Linked DNA regions of Mus musculus: regions 1 and 2 are each linked to region 3. A link is a contact called in public ChIA-PET and Hi-C data. All regions are on one chromosome and are shown on one strand. Each heading gives the region's core, a stretch centred on a gene start, on an enhancer-like site or on the middle of the called end of the contact. The rest is flanking DNA. Distances are from core to core; before and after follow the strand shown. Region 1 holds the start of 5031425F14Rik (RIKEN cDNA 5031425F14 gene). Region 2 has its middle 4.1 kb from the start of Gm30908. Region 3 has its middle 33 kb from the start of Gm30536.

Region 1 (2,700 bases), core at 111-2,610, 220 kb after region 3:
GCAGAAGAACAAGCGCTAAGCTGTATGTAAGCGCCCTGCCTGTGCTCCTGTAGGAACAGGAAGAAAGCCACTCTCCATCCATGTCCCAGAGTGGGGACAGGGAGAGACCCTCTTCCTGTGGAAGCCCCTGTTTGTTCCTGCAGCCTGACCCAGCCTGCTCTTTTCTTATTTGTTCTTTGTTCTAACCAGCCCATCCAGGGCTCAGAGAGGAGATGAATAAGAAGTGTCCTTCTTGGAGACCCCTGGGATGTCTGGTGTTGGAGCTGTATAGCAGTGGTGTGTTTTCTGTCCCTGTGACTTCCACTTTCCCAGTGAAGTAAACAGTACCATGATAAATCTCTCTGCTGCCCCTTCATGTGGGCCACATGGTCAGTGGTAGGTTTTTAAAAAACCTTAGTCAACAAAATTCAACGTTTCTGCTTGGTGAGATTACACTGGCAACTCCTGGGTTGTGTGAGCTACCCTGTGTGTCTAATCCACCACCCTTCCTTTGCTATAAGGATCCAGATTAAGTTCCACCTGATAGTGTGAACCGTCCCCTTGGGTTCCTGGGCTTGACCACCTAGTGTCCTGTCAGCAGCTCTGTTTGGGGGATTTTAGAATCCTTCTATATATAGGGTCTAGTTGGAGGAAGTGAGTCACTTGTGGCTGGGCCTTTCTTAGCCCCACCCCTGGTATAGCAGTCCTGGCTGTTTCCTGAGCCTCTAGGCCAGTGGTTCTCAAACTTCCTAATACAGTGACCCTTTGATACACTTCCTCATGTTGTGGTGACCTCCAACCACAAAATTATTTGTTGCTACTTCATAACTGTAATTTGTTGCTCTCGTGAATCATAACGTATGTATCTGATACACAGGATCTGATATGTGAGTCCCAAAGGGGTCACAACCCATAGATTGAAAACCAGTGCTCTAGGATCTAAGCAAGCAGTGGGAGATTCCGGCAGCCACAGTGGGGAGTCACAGGGGACTCTGCCATGAATGCCTTTCCCACCATGAGAAAGGGCGCTTTGTCACCATGTGAACCCAGAGGAAGCCTTGGTCCCTTAAGGTGTATCTTCCGTGAATGTCACTCAGATGTGTAACTACCTGTGACTGCCACCCTTTGCCCTTGTTAAACTAGGTGGTCATGGCCTGTGGCTGGCCTGGCAGCTTTAATCTTTGGGTTCTTTGCCCACAAGAGTCCAGATGCACTTCATCTGAAGAGTGAAATTCAACCTTATGTCTACTTCTCATCCATATTTATTTGCCCTGAGCTTAAGCACACACCCACTGCTGCCTAAGGTTTGAAAGACCCCCCAACTTCCAGAACCCCCTTCACTTCCTCTCCTTCCCCATCTTTCCCACAAGAAGAGGGCTACAGGAGAGCCACAGACTCCAGAAGCAACACATGACCATTGGCCTCCCCAGAACTTCCTGGGACTTGCCTCACACCCTGCTTTCACGCTCTAGGCTCCTTTCTTTCTCTGGTGATATTTCCTCCCAATAACTCTGAGCTGGAGCAGCCCTGAGCTGGAGAGACTCTGAACTGGAGCAGCCCTGAGCTGGAGCAGCCCTATGCTGGAGGGACCCTGAGCTGGAGCAGCCCTGTGCTGGAGGGACCCTGAGCTGGAGCAGCCCTGTGCTGGAGGGACCCTGAGCTGGAGCAGCCCTGTGCTGGAGGGACCCTGAGCTGGAGCAGCCCTGTGCTGGAGGGACCCTGAGCTGGAGCAGCCCTGTGCTGGAGGGACCCTGAGCTGGAGCAGCCCTGTGCTGGAGGGACCCTGAGCTGGAGCAGCCCTGTGCTGGAGGGACCCTGAGCTGGAGCAGCCCTGTGCTGGAGGGACCCTGAGCTGGAGCAGCCCTGTGCTGGGACCCTGAGCTGGAGCAGCCCTGAGCTGGAGAGACTCTGAATTGGAGCAGCCCTGAGCTGGAGAGACTCTGAGCTGGAACAGCCCTATGCTGGAGGGACCCTGAGCTGGAGCAGCCCTGTGCTGGAGGGACCCTGAGCTGGAGCAGCCCTGTGCTGGAGGGACCCTGAGCTGGAGCAGCCCTGTGCTGGAGGGACCCTGAGCTGGAGCAGCCTTGTGCTGGAGAGACCCCGAGCTGGAACAGCCCCGAGCTGGAACAGTCCCGAGCTGCCTCTCTTGTTAGGAGTGAGCTGGTTTATCTGTGGGTCACGGAGGTGTACTGAGCTCCATCTGCAGATCAGTTAATCGCTAACAAATGTGGGCGAGTTTTCACCCAGCACAGACCACAGGCCGTGTCTCAGACGCTTTGCCAAGCCATTTTGGAGCTGTAAGCAACTGGCCTGCTTCCAAGCTGAATCTGTTCTGGCACACAGAGGCCATGAGCCTGTGAAGCTCTGACTCTGGCACTGGGATTGGGTTCGTGAGGAATCATGAGCCATGAGATGGCCTCCAGTCGGTCAGCAGGGCAGGAAGGGACTAGGACTCAGGATTAGGGGCCGAGTCATCACTGACCTTCACAGCGACCTCTGCACTGGCAGAGGTGGGAAGTGGGGTTTTCAGAACGCCTGCTTCGGTTGCTGGGCACTCTGCTTGGTTAGAGAGATGGTGGTAAGTTTGTCTGCCTCCATTTCCAAGTGGGCCGTCACAGGCATAACGGGGTTGGAGATACCAACAGACCAAAGAAGAAAAGCAACAGCTCGGTTATCACTAAGCCTTTCCATGGCTCACTGATGAGGACGTGAGAAGTTGGT
Region 2 (2,700 bases), core at 108-2,607, 240 kb after region 3:
GGGATTTTTTTTTTAACTCACACTTCTGCAAGGAAAGGAACAAAAAATTTTAAAATTATCACTCCAGGGAGGGTGTGATTGCTAAAGAGATTAGTGTCCTCTAAAAGAAGCCAAGAGCTTTGCACGGGGACAATGGGCAAGAAGGCTCGAAGGCACTTCAGGAATTGGCCAACTCAGTCTTCACAGGCTCAGGGGCATGAAATCGTAAATCCCTCTCAAAGACTGATTTGGGACAAGATCCAGGATGCCCTGCTGGCTCGGGGATCATTTCTCTAGTGTTCATTTGACTGTGTTCAACCACCCAGGCACGCAAAGGTCATGTAGTCATCAGCCAAGCACATCTGGCTACTGCTGCTCTGTTGGGAACCTCGGCGACACCCATGCACTGCTTGGCTCTGTGGGATGGAGTACGCTAGGAGTCCTGGAGCCACGGAGGCTTCCATCAAAATTCCCAAGGTGGTTAGGCATTTTGTGATGGAGCCAAGTTCCCTCTGGGCAGCCCTGGAGAAGGTGATGGGTCAAAGCTGTGAGGGTGGCATCTAAGCTGATGGCAGGAAAGACCGAGAGGCAAGGAGAACCATCCAAGGGAGGCCCGTGTGGACCACAGCCATCAGGACACATCCAGACATGGCCACCATGAGACCCAGATGCTGAACACGGAGCTGTAAAGCTTAATATCTGCCCGTTGGGTCTTGGTCTTGCTTCCTAAACTCTTCTGTTTGAATGAAAACATCTGCCCTGTGTCTGTCTGTCTGTCTAACCAGGAAGGATGATGGAGTGTGGGACTTGGTTCTTTATTCTATTATGGCTAAGGGCTACTTTGGCTCCCTGAGGAGATGTAGAGTTGGACTTTCATAATACAGAACCGTGAAGAGCGGGCTCACGGGGCTGGGTGAATGAATGCATTTGCATGATGACCTGTGCACTGGAGTGGTGGTAGGAGAGAATATTATGACCTGGACGCGAACTGTTTCCCCAAAGATGTGCACTGAAGCTCAGTCCCCCAAGCAGAATGGGAGGCGGGTATGAGGATCTTCATAGTCACTGGATCTTAGGGGTGATAACCTCATTAAAGGATTAATCCATTGATGAGTTCATAGCTAAAATGGGTTATTGGAAAATGAGTTCGTAACTAAATGGGTTATTGGAAAACACACACACACACACACACAGAGAGGCCGTGTTTCCTATGGGTTTGTCATGCTATTGAGTTGAGAAAAGTCTTACAAAGCATGTAAGCTAGAAGCATTTCCTTTTCAAGATGCAGGCAGCTTCTCGAATGCCCTCTCTTTGACCTCACTAGGAAGAAAGAGGATATTGCTTAGAATACTCAGGGTTGCCAAGAGCAACACAAAAGTCAAGCTGAGCTAAACAGTGAAGGGGGTGCATCGGCTTTCGTATCTGGGTAGGAGGACTTCAGGCGTGTTCAGGAAGCAGTGTACTTTATACTCCTTTGTTGTCCTTCTGTCCCGACACTAGACCCTCACACTCGTGTTGACTTTCCTTGTGGTCTGATGATGGTCACTGCTGTCCCAGAATGTTGTCTGTAACCCTCACTCTCCTAAAGAGAGGAGGCATGTCTGCTCCCCAACTGTATTAGTGAAGGTTCTCTAAAGCAACAGAGCTTACAGAATGAAGAGATAGATAGGTAGACTGACAGATGCATGGAGGGATGCAGGGATGGATGGATGGAGGGATGGAGGGATGGATGGATGGAGGGATGGATGGATGGAGGGATGGAGGGATGGAGGGATGGATGGATGGATGGATGGAGGGAGGGAGGGAGGTAGGGAGGGAGGGAGGGAGGGAGGGATGGATGGATACAGACATGGATACGAATACAGAGTCAGATAAAGGGGGATTTAATCCAGTAGTTCCTCAGTCCACAAGGCTGGATGTCTCCGTTGGTCTTCAGCATGTGCTGAAATCCCAAAGAAGTAGGCTCTAATGCCAGTGAAGGAATGCACTTGCCAGCAAGGTGAGGGCAAGCAGGCAGAAGAGAGAGCATCCTTCCTCCATGCCATATAGGATTCCAGCAGAAGGTGTGGCCGAGGTTAGAGGTGGGTTTTCCCAGCTCTAATGATCTGGATTAAAAAGTGTGGGTTTTCTCCAACTCAATATCCAGATTAAAGGCGTGTCTCTCTACTGCAAGGATCTGGGTGGTAAGGAGAGCTTCCTACTTCAAATTAAGCAAAAATTCCTCACAAGTGTGGCCTCCACTTGGGGGTTTTAGTTCATTCCAGAGGTGGTCAAGTCGACAACTAATAATAGCCATCCTGCCTACCAAGTGTTTCCTGTGACCAGCACCCTCAGATCCAATGGAGAGTAAGAAGTAAGCTACAGTCCACCTTGATGGCCCACACCATTGCAGCCTCCTCCCCTGACCCAAGAAGGATGCACTGAGACCTGAGTCTCACCCCCACAGGGGAGACTGAGTCACACTGGAGAGATTCGGAGTTTTGGGCACCTGCAAAGGGCAGACGTGCCTGAGCATCCAGCAAGTCATGCATCACCTGGAAAAGGTGGCATCCTACGGGAATGGGCTAGGCACTGCCCCCAAGGACAGGACCCTCGGGAAAAAGCCAGCTCTGCCTCTTACTTTCTGGAAATGAACACATTCTATGCTTCTGTTTCCCTGAGCTATATAAATAACAAACACATAATGCCAGACCCTCTGCCTGCCTTTCTGTCTCTCTCCCA
Region 3 (2,700 bases), core at 85-2,584:
ACTACTGGAGGCAGGTCGAAGGTCCTGGAGGAGGTTTTCAAGGATTCCCGCTGTGTGGATCAATTCTTGGTAGATCAGCAGGGTCCTTGCTGGGGATAGGCCAAGCAGGTGTGAGGTGGGGATTCTTGCAGGGATGCAGGTCTGGTGAGGCCAGGGTCAAAGTTCAAAGTTCAGGCCTGGTTGCAAAGAAGCCTAGAGGACCTGGCTAAAACTTGGTGAATGAGAGTAGTTGTCCAAGGATGAACTAAATGTTCTTTTGCCCCAGATTAATAGATTTTTCCTCCCCTGTGTGTGTGTGTGTGTGTGAGTGTGTAGGATGTCTTCTGGTGTTTTGCTCTATGTCTTGGTCTTGGTCTATGGTCTTGCTAGCCAGCCAGACCCTGAGATCCTCCTGTCTCCCATGCCCACGGTACTGGGGTGTGAGGCACACTTACAGCCATGTCTGACCTTTTACATGGGAGCTGGGAATTCCAACTCAGGTCCTCCTTGGCCACTCCAGTGCACTTCATTAACATTCTTTGTAGGCCTTTCTCCCTGCCCCCCTCTACTGGGGATTGAACCTGCGACCCTATGCATGCTGGTGGAGCACTCCCCACCCCCAGTTGGTGGGGCACTCCCCACCCCCAGCAGACCTTTCAGCCTTTTCAATGGTATTTCTGTTCATGGTTTGTTTTCTTTCGTTTTGGGTCAGGGCTCTCTGTGAGCAACAGGAACAGATTTGGCCACAGAGGGGCCAGTTTCAACTGCTTGTGATGTTTTGGTCACCCCACTTAATGAGCAGCTTCCAGGAAGAAAGCACACATTGCCTGGGTGAGGGGCCAGTCACCCTGATTGGCAGGCCTTCCTGAGTGTGTGGGGGAAGGCCTTGTTCTCCTGAAAAGAACTGGGCTCTTGTTATCGGGGAGAGAAACACAGAAGCTGTAGGCCATGGGAAGGTGGCTGCCTGCCCTCCCACACTATTAGCTCTCCGTCCACCCTTCCTCCTACATCTTATCTCAGGATGCTCTCTTACTGCAGAATGAGGTATAGAAACAGAATAACCAGTATAGGCACCATTAACGCTATACTCAAGAACAGATCAAAGGAACTGACTCGCAGGACACTGCTTAGAGTAGAAAAAGGACAATATTAGTATGCAAAAAAAAAAGTATCTAAACACTTCTGTGATGTGAGGCTCCTAAGAGATGTGTGAACCTGTGGCTTTAAAAGCAGCAAGATGTCAACCTCAGACACTACCTGCTTGAGACCTCAGGAGACTCAGGACAGGCGTGGGGTGGCCACAGGGCGTGACACACTCCACAGACATCAAAGAAACACCAAGCGCCGAGGGATGGCTGGCTGGGAAAGTCCCTGCCCAGTCGGTGTAAGCATGAGAACATAGAGAGAAGCTGGTGCAGTGGGGTGAGCCTGGAATCTCAGTACTGGCAAGGTGGGGACAGGAGGATCCCTGGGGGCTCAACAGCCAGACAGCTTAGTCTACTTGAATTGTCTCTAAAATCTTCCCAGATCTTTCACTAGCTACTGAGTTAAATAAAATTTTGACACATGGTTATTTGATGTTTGTGAAATAGTTATGACTTTATCTTTGAGAAACTGGTTCAAACACGGCAGAGATGAATCTCCAACTTTTTAAAAGTTCTTCCCTTTACTATATATTTTTTTAAAAAAATTATTCTCATCAAATATTCAGAAACATTAAACAAACAAAAACTACCCCGAAGTTCAGTGTGGATGCAGAAGGATGCAATGTTTGTATTCATGAGCGGAGGAGTTGTGCCCTGGGCTTTGTGGATCCTAGAAAACCCCTCTGGCTACACCTCCTTCTCTTGTCTGCTCCTCCAGGCTGGTCATCCCAGTAGATCACCACTATAGATCACCCCTGTAGATCTCCACTATAGATCACCCCTTTCCTCCCTCTCATAGGCTAAGCTCATGGCCATCTTAGGCTGTGGCTTCTGTATGTCATCTCTGGAAGCCAAGAACTGTGTTCTCCCTATTTGCCATCCACCCAGGCTCCCTCTGCATCGCCCCCCCCCCCCCCCCGTGAGCTCAAGTCTGCAATGGATGCTGTGGCCTGTGCTTTTGGGCAGAGACGGAGGTGCGTAGAGACACTCTGTCACGCTCATTGGATGGATGTGGATCTGCCAGCTGAGACCTTCCTCCTGGGCTCAGCTGAGTCATTTCCCCTTCCCATTTTGGCCTCAAGGCCGTGTCCACAGGCTTTCTGAACCCTCCTCTCCAGAGGGATGGATTAGGTTGGGTTGGGTTGGGTTGGTCAAGGGCAAAGTCAGGGCACACAATCCTCCTAGAGCTGATCTTCTCCAAGGGGGAAGTGGACATCAAATACCTGGCTTGTGTCTCCTGGGCTCCTCGGTGCCCTCCTACCTGGCTTTGTCATTACTTTGATCCTTTGATCAAACAATTTCTGAATGTGTGTGGGGCTTAGGGTTTGAAAGCCAGAGCCAGGCACCAGGCATGTGGGGATATGATGGACAGAGACTGGGGGCCCGGTAGGGAGGGGGTGAGTCACAGAGTCTGGATAGGGGACATATGAGAGTCTAGTGGAAGCAACAGAGAGGGAAAATCACCTTGACAGAGGGACCAGCTTCTGCTGATGGGAAAGCTGGAGAGTGAATGAAATTTGCAGTGACTCAGTTTTCCACGCCAGCTCAGTGGAACTCAACAAACCCAACTCAGCAC

Evidence for each region. Hi-C and Micro-C count contacts between places; a contact is called where the count stands out from the background. ChIA-PET counts read pairs in DNA pulled down with a chosen protein or histone mark.
Region 1: a Hi-C map of natural killer cells shows a contact between it and region 3, with 4 times the contacts expected there. The contact joins the promoter of 5031425F14Rik here to the enhancer-like site in region 3. A contact is called at or near these places in 5 of 484 Hi-C or Micro-C datasets (bone marrow-derived macrophages, cerebellar granule neurons, cerebral cortex and 2 more), 3 of 115 datasets of contacts at active chromatin or transcription factors (embryonic basal ganglia, memory CD8 T cells and microglia) and 4 of 9 other capture datasets (embryonic stem cells, embryonic tail, embryonic trunk and 1 more).
Region 2: a contact with region 3 is called in an RNA polymerase II ChIA-PET map of memory CD8 T cells, with 8 read pairs. The contact joins two enhancer-like sites. A contact is called at or near these places in 2 of 484 Hi-C or Micro-C datasets (the HPC-7 cell line and bone marrow-derived macrophages), 2 of 115 datasets of contacts at active chromatin or transcription factors (embryonic basal ganglia and memory CD8 T cells) and 1 of 9 other capture datasets (embryonic trunk).

What each region holds. Positions count from the first base shown.
Region 1 is chr2:166,446,091-166,448,790 of GRCm38.p6, forward strand. It overlaps 5031425F14Rik (RIKEN cDNA 5031425F14 gene), which reads left to right and starts at 1,361. Exons shown (of 3, transcript NR_015558.3): 1 at 1,361-2,557.
Region 2 is chr2:166,465,999-166,468,698 of GRCm38.p6, forward strand. No RefSeq gene overlaps it. Among named protein-coding and RNA genes, the nearest start is that of Gm30908, 4.1 kb to the right of the region's middle. Within about 2 kb of position 1,358, at least 20 of the 459 cell types and tissues checked have an H3K27ac peak or open chromatin away from gene starts, as enhancers often do. A contact at or near this core is called in memory CD8 T cells, where this site is marked.
Region 3 is chr2:166,226,402-166,229,101 of GRCm38.p6, forward strand. No RefSeq gene overlaps it. Among named protein-coding and RNA genes, the nearest start is that of Gm30536, 33 kb to the left of the region's middle. Within about 2 kb of position 1,335, at least 37 of the 459 cell types and tissues checked have an H3K27ac peak or open chromatin away from gene starts, as enhancers often do. A contact at or near this core is called in bone marrow-derived macrophages, embryonic basal ganglia, memory CD8 T cells and 1 more, where this site is marked.